Regions from separate parts of the Mus musculus genome. Here region 2 is linked to region 1. A link is a contact called in public HiChIP or PLAC-seq data. All regions are on one chromosome and are shown on one strand. The core of a region is the stretch at or near the end of the contact, and the rest is flanking DNA. Distances in the headings are between cores, read along the strand shown. Region 1 overlaps Mthfd1l (methylenetetrahydrofolate dehydrogenase (NADP+ dependent) 1-like). Region 2 has its middle 89 kb from the start of Esr1.

Region 1 (2,913 bases), core at 308-2,807:
CATTACTTCACATATATGGCTTACAGAGTAAATAATATTTCATGCCAAGTGATTAAAGAGGCTTTGTAAATAATTAAAGGCTGAACCAATGTGATAGGACAGAGAACACCTGATATATATATCACGAATCTCTTTCATCATGAGATTATTTTTTGAAAAGTTACACAGGCTCTTGGGTTTATTGGCTATTATAAATCACCAGCTCCAAGGAATAGAGTAGTTTATAAAATTTGAGGTTGGGAAAATTATAAGAAAGTATTTGCTCCTTCTGCCCCTGCTCAAAAAAAAAAAAATGCATTTGGCAAATGATTTCTTAGGAAAAGAGGCACTGAGGTGTGCACTATACCAGTTGACAATCTTTTATTATTTCGTAATTTTCAATAATATGTTGGGGAGAATATGTATATGTAATGTCATCCTAAAGAAGCAGGGGCACCCAGGAATACGTTCCTTAAATTCTTTTACAATAATTAATTTTGTGTATGGGTGTGTGCATGCATGTGTGGCATTCTGTGGACAATTTTTAGGAGCAGGGTCTTTCTTCCTACCATATGGGTCCTTGGGATTAAACTTGGGATGTTGTTAGACTTGGTAGCAAGCATCTCTATCCACTGAGCCATCTTGCCAGCCCAGGAATGCATTTTTACATAGGGACAAAGAAAGTGACTGTAGAAAAAATACTTGGCTACCCTCACACATCCAGAAAGTCTTCGGGATGGTGAGCCGAGGGGTTTCTATAAAAAAATCAATCGTGGGGAGGTGAAATGGGCCAGAGAAGCCTCCACACTAGCCATTAGAAAGTGTTAATCAGCACCAATTAAAGCAATTACCAAACAGAATGCGATGTGACAGCTCAGCCCCAAAAACACAGGCGACAGCTAGGCAAGGAAGGAAGTTCAGGTAGGTGTCCAGCCGCTAATACCCAGAAGGACAAAGAGGTGACGCCTTTCCAGCATTCCCCATGTGATTTCCCAACACCAGTCAAGCTGACCCCAGTTACCACTCGCGGGTGGACTGGCTTATGCTGGAATTCTTTGTTTTCAAGACTTAAGCAGCAGCAGAGGTACAGAAGGGCTATCTGCCTGCCTTCAGGACACACCAAGAGGGGACCTGCCCCTGTGTTCTAAAGCTCACAGTGTTCTGTCCATGTTGGACATTTATTTACCAGAGTCTCTGTACCAGAAACCCACACGGGAGGTAAGGGACCGCGTTCTTCCCCATGCATGCTGGAGGTACCATTAATGACTTGCTGAATAAGAGAATGAATGAATGAATGAATGAATTCTATTGAAGAATGGAGAACAGTTCTGATTGTGGACGTCAGGGAGTGGGGATTGGAGGTTAGCCTTGTATCTCAGTATCTCCGATGCCTGATAGCAATTGAATGTGGAATGACTAAGCATAACATTGCTTCATCCAGCTAGAATTTTCCCACCTGCAGGGGTCAGTTCCCTGAGTGTCATCCCGCCCCCCACCCCCCATTCCTTCTCCTTAGTCATCCCACCAGGAAGTTACCACAATGTCTCTCAGAGGAGTGATGAATGCTTGATGCATTCCAGCAAGTCTGTGGGAGGGCCCAGAGTGCGGACAAAGAAAGTAAATTCCACCCTTATTAGGAGATCCTGGCCTCCTGGGGGAATTTGCCCAGCTTGCATATGGCTTCCTGTACTGTCACAGAGTGCCTCCAAGTGACAGTGTCCTGCCTTCCTGGACCCCCTTTACTTAGGCCTCACTTCCTTCCTGATTCCTCAGGCCTGATTTCGGGCAGGCAGGGACACTCCCTCTGTCCCTGAGAGCAGCCACCAGGGGAACTTCTGCGTTGAGATAACGTCACTGATGGCTCACTCCAGGAAACCTGTGAGTAGCTGCTGCTGCTCCAGGACTGTTCCATGCATTCATTTATTACAGGTCATAAGTCAGAGAGCCAGGCCCAGGAACAGGCTGGGGGAAAGAGTCCACGCTGATTTTACAGGACAGCTTTGGTCTTAGCCTGGCCATGGAGGTGGGGGTGGGGTGGGGTGGGAGATTCACCACAGGACCATCTTCCTGGCTTCATCTATGTTTCTAAGAGACTTATTTCCTATGTCCCGACAACCTTTCAAATGAGCTAACACTAGACTCAATTCTGTCTACCAATCAGCTTCTTCCCTATGTTCAGGGTCACAAGGTCTCTCTCTCTCTCTCTCTCTCTCTCTCTCTCTCACCCCCCCTCTGTCTCTCTCTGTCTCTCTCTCACTCACACACACACACACACACACACACACACACACACATAAGACAAGGTCTCACTATATAGAGCACGGACTCAGTATGTAGATTAGACTGACTAGTCTCGGACACACAGGGGTCTGTCTGCCTCTGTCTCCTCAATACTGTGATTAAAGGTATACACCACTGGCTTTTTCTAATACTTTACTTAATAATAGTGTGACTCCTGAAAGCCACTACACTAAAATGTTTCCTTTTATGTTTAAATGTGAAATGTCCCCACTTGACAATTTTATATTATTTCATACTTTTCAATAACATGTTGGGAATAAGATGTATGTGTAATGTCATCCCAAAGGGACACACAAGATGTGTTGAAGAAGGAAACAGAGGGTGGGCCACTGATTCCCCCTCACCCCTGGGGTAGCTGTTAGGGTCCTGGCTACTGTGAGCAGCCAGCCCCAACTTGCCCATAGAAATACAATATCGTAACTCTGAGTTGCAGCAGAAGTCGGTCACTGGGCCACACTGCTGCTGAGTCAGCAGACAGATCTTGAGACCACTCACTCTCTTCTCTCTCCCAGAAGGAAATTCACTTTATGCCTCTGTGGCTCCTGAACACATGATCTGAAAATAGAAGGGCCTGGCCCGAGATGGCAGAGGTGTATTTTCACCCTGTTATTGGTGGAAGAGTGCTTAGAAAAC
Region 2 (2,913 bases), core at 152-2,651, 510 kb before region 1:
TGAAACCGTGATCCACACTGAAGTTTCCCTTCTTCAAAATAATTTTCTTTCAGGGTATTTGTCACTGTGATAAAAGCCTGGTTCTGGTGTTAACTATTTGACAACTCACATCTAGCAAAGAGAAAAACAGGACTTTAAAGAACTGCCTTGTACCTACAGGAAGCTGGCTTTAAAAGAGTGGGGAGGAAGCAGACCCACAGGTGGGCTCCATGCTAATCTATTGACATACACTTCAAATGTTATTTTTCAGCCCTTTAGAGTTTCTACTTAAGAATAGAATTTAGCATTAACAGATAAATGCACGCAAGAGTGGGAGAGAGAAGATCTGGGTTATTTTTTAGCCCCAACAAACACGAAGAGGGATGATTCTGGTGACAGAAGAGAAATGGCAGTTATTCGGGGAGATGCGTTCAATGGTATCCCAAGTCCTGGTGGGTTTTGGTCAGTTGGTTGGTTGGTGGTTGGTTGGTTGGTTGGTTGTTGGTTGGTTGTTGGTTGGTTGGTTGGTTGGTTGGTGGTTGGTTGGTTGGTTGGTTGGTTGGTGGTTGGTTGGTTGGTTGATTTTCAGACTTGTATCAAAATCCTAGCAACAACCCCACTTTCTGGAATTAATCAATTTTGAATCCAGGACTTCAAAAGTAGAAAAAAAAGTTAGAAGAAAAATAGAAGTCGTTGCAGAGACTGTCACGTGCATAGAAACACACAACTACAGGGCAGGGAAGATGGCTTTGCGGCTAAAGGCCTTGTCACACAGGACATGAGTTCTCATCTCCAACACCCACAAAGGATGTGTGCAGAGTCTGCAATCTCAGCACTAAGAAGCAGAGGTGGCCTGGCCCCTGGAGCCCATTGGTCAGTCATTCTAACCATTACAGTGAGATGCATATTCAGTGAGAGACTTCCTCTCAAAAACTAAGATGACCTCCTCATGCATAGGTATGGTACTGACACACATATCCATACAGACATGTTCATAGACTACACACACACACACACACACACAGGAGGGAGGGAGGGAGGGAGGGAGGGAGGGAGGGAGGGAGGGAGGGAGGGAGGGAGGAGAGAAGGGAGAAAGGAGGAAGAGAGGGGAAAGGGAGAGAGGAAGAGAGGAGAGGGAGGGGGAGAGGGACAGAGATGAGAAAGAGGGGAGAAGAAGAGAGGAAAAGGGAGAGAGAGAGAAAGGGGGAGGGACATGGGGAGGAGAGGGGGGGAAGGAAACTGTACTGGAAACAGTATGGCTGGCAACCTACTTTGCACATTGCAATCCCCATCAAGATGAAGGACACGTTGTTTGCCAAGCCCTCCCCTTTGCCTTTTCTTCATCATGCTGTTCTTGCTATCCAAAAGAGGAATCAAACCAGCTGCCAACATGGAGTTGGCAAATAGCTGCAGGCGCTGTCTTCCTGGAAACGCCAACCGGCAGCCATCCCCACAAGGCCACAGAGGTTTCGGGAGGGCAGATTCACCACTGCTCAGACTCCTCATAGTGGGATTAGAACCCTAACTGTCTAAACTAATAAGCCAGAGGAGCTGGGGGTGTGGGGGAGTGGGTATGTGCTCCTAAACAGCCCGGGGTCGGCCACGTCCTTCCAGGCAGGGGCTAAGAAGGTCCCTTGTGCCTGAGGACGGTTGATCAGATAGACCTGAAGACTTGCCGGACAAGTCCCACAGCACTTCTGAGGATAGTGACTAAGCTCCAGCTTAGCAAAATTATCTAATATTTTGATTAGTCACTGAGTAAAAACTTTGCTAGAACCCTTCATTTCCTACACAGTTGGACAGACACGGTGTCAACGGAAGATTTCCTGAAAGTGCTTCCCCGGAACTGCCCAGTTCTGCAAGTAGGAAGTCAGCAAGTTGACCGAAGCCCGCTGGCCTGGCTCTCAGTGGGATCAGGCTTAGTTCACTGGCAGCGCAGATTGGCAGGCAGGCCTGGGTCCACGCCCCGCCCCTCCCTTGCAGTTCAGGCAGGTTCTATAAAAATAAACTTACATACTATTCTGTTGACTCAGATTTCCTGCGCTTTCGAACGCTTTGAAGGTTAACATGATATTTACAAGCCAGAGGACGTTCGATATTTTATATCACATGGCCTGCTACTGGAGAAAACTGCTAACGAACGCAGCTGGCAGGGCAGACAATGTGGACATTTGTAGTAACAGAGACCTGGCTTTCCAAAAGGGCTGTGAGCTGGTTCAAAATGCTCAATGGAGGAAGTGAGAAATGGATTTGGAAGTCAGTAAGACCTTTTCAGTTCTAACTTTTAAGTAAAACATGTTACGACTGGTGTCCACAATACATGTGAAATGACTTTTCGCCTGCTTACATGGGCATACATTCTTTTACAAAGCTTCCACTGTCCCTTTGAATAATTACGTTCAGAGGAGAAGGCTCTTAATTACTGAAAGGCCATTATTAAGTAGCAACTGGAAATACATACGTCTGCTCCCCATTTTAGGGTTAAACATGAATTCACATGTTGCTCCTTATCAACGCCATTCAATTAGCAGTAGAAGAAAAGGGTCATAACGTCGAAGAAGGGAATGTTTTTTTTGCTTACTAACAGCTATTGCAAAGCTGTGAGAGAGAAAAATACAATTTAAAAGCTTTAAAAAAAAAAAAACACTGAGGGTAGGGATCTCTATTTAGGGCAGGCAGTCTGTATTGTAAGCAAGGCGGTGAGTCTCCCTGATAGCAGGTAAAGATGCTTCAGCCAAGCCTGAAGGGGGCGTGGCTCTGTGGTAGAGCAACCTCCATCAGGATGCCAGACCCTGGATTCGATATATATCTGGGAAGGAAAATTGTAGGGGAAGGGGTGGGAAGAAGGGAGAGAACAGAAGGAGGAAGGGGAGTGAGGGGAAGAAGAAGGAAGGGGAAGAGAGTAAAAAGGAGAAGAGGGGAGGGGGAGGAGAA

Evidence for each region. HiChIP or PLAC-seq counts read pairs in DNA pulled down with a chosen protein or histone mark.
Region 2: a contact with region 1 is called in a FOXA1 HiChIP or PLAC-seq map of pancreatic cancer cells. The contact joins two enhancer-like sites. A contact is called at or near these places in 1 of 39 promoter capture datasets (neutrophils) and 1 of 115 datasets of contacts at active chromatin or transcription factors (pancreatic cancer cells).

What each region holds. Positions count from the first base shown.
Region 1 is chr10:4,106,640-4,109,552 of GRCm38.p6, reverse strand. All of the region lies in intron 26 of Mthfd1l (methylenetetrahydrofolate dehydrogenase (NADP+ dependent) 1-like), which reads right to left. Among named protein-coding and RNA genes, the nearest start is that of Gm25515, 3.8 kb to the right of the region's middle. Within about 2 kb of position 1,557, at least 136 of the 459 cell types and tissues checked have an H3K27ac peak or open chromatin away from gene starts, as enhancers often do. A contact at or near this core is called in pancreatic cancer cells, where this site is marked.
Region 2 is chr10:4,620,124-4,623,036 of GRCm38.p6, reverse strand. It overlaps a transcript of Esr1 not described here. Among named protein-coding and RNA genes, the nearest start is that of Esr1, 89 kb to the left of the region's middle. Within about 2 kb of position 1,401, at least 113 of the 459 cell types and tissues checked have an H3K27ac peak or open chromatin away from gene starts, as enhancers often do. A contact at or near this core is called in pancreatic cancer cells, where this site is marked.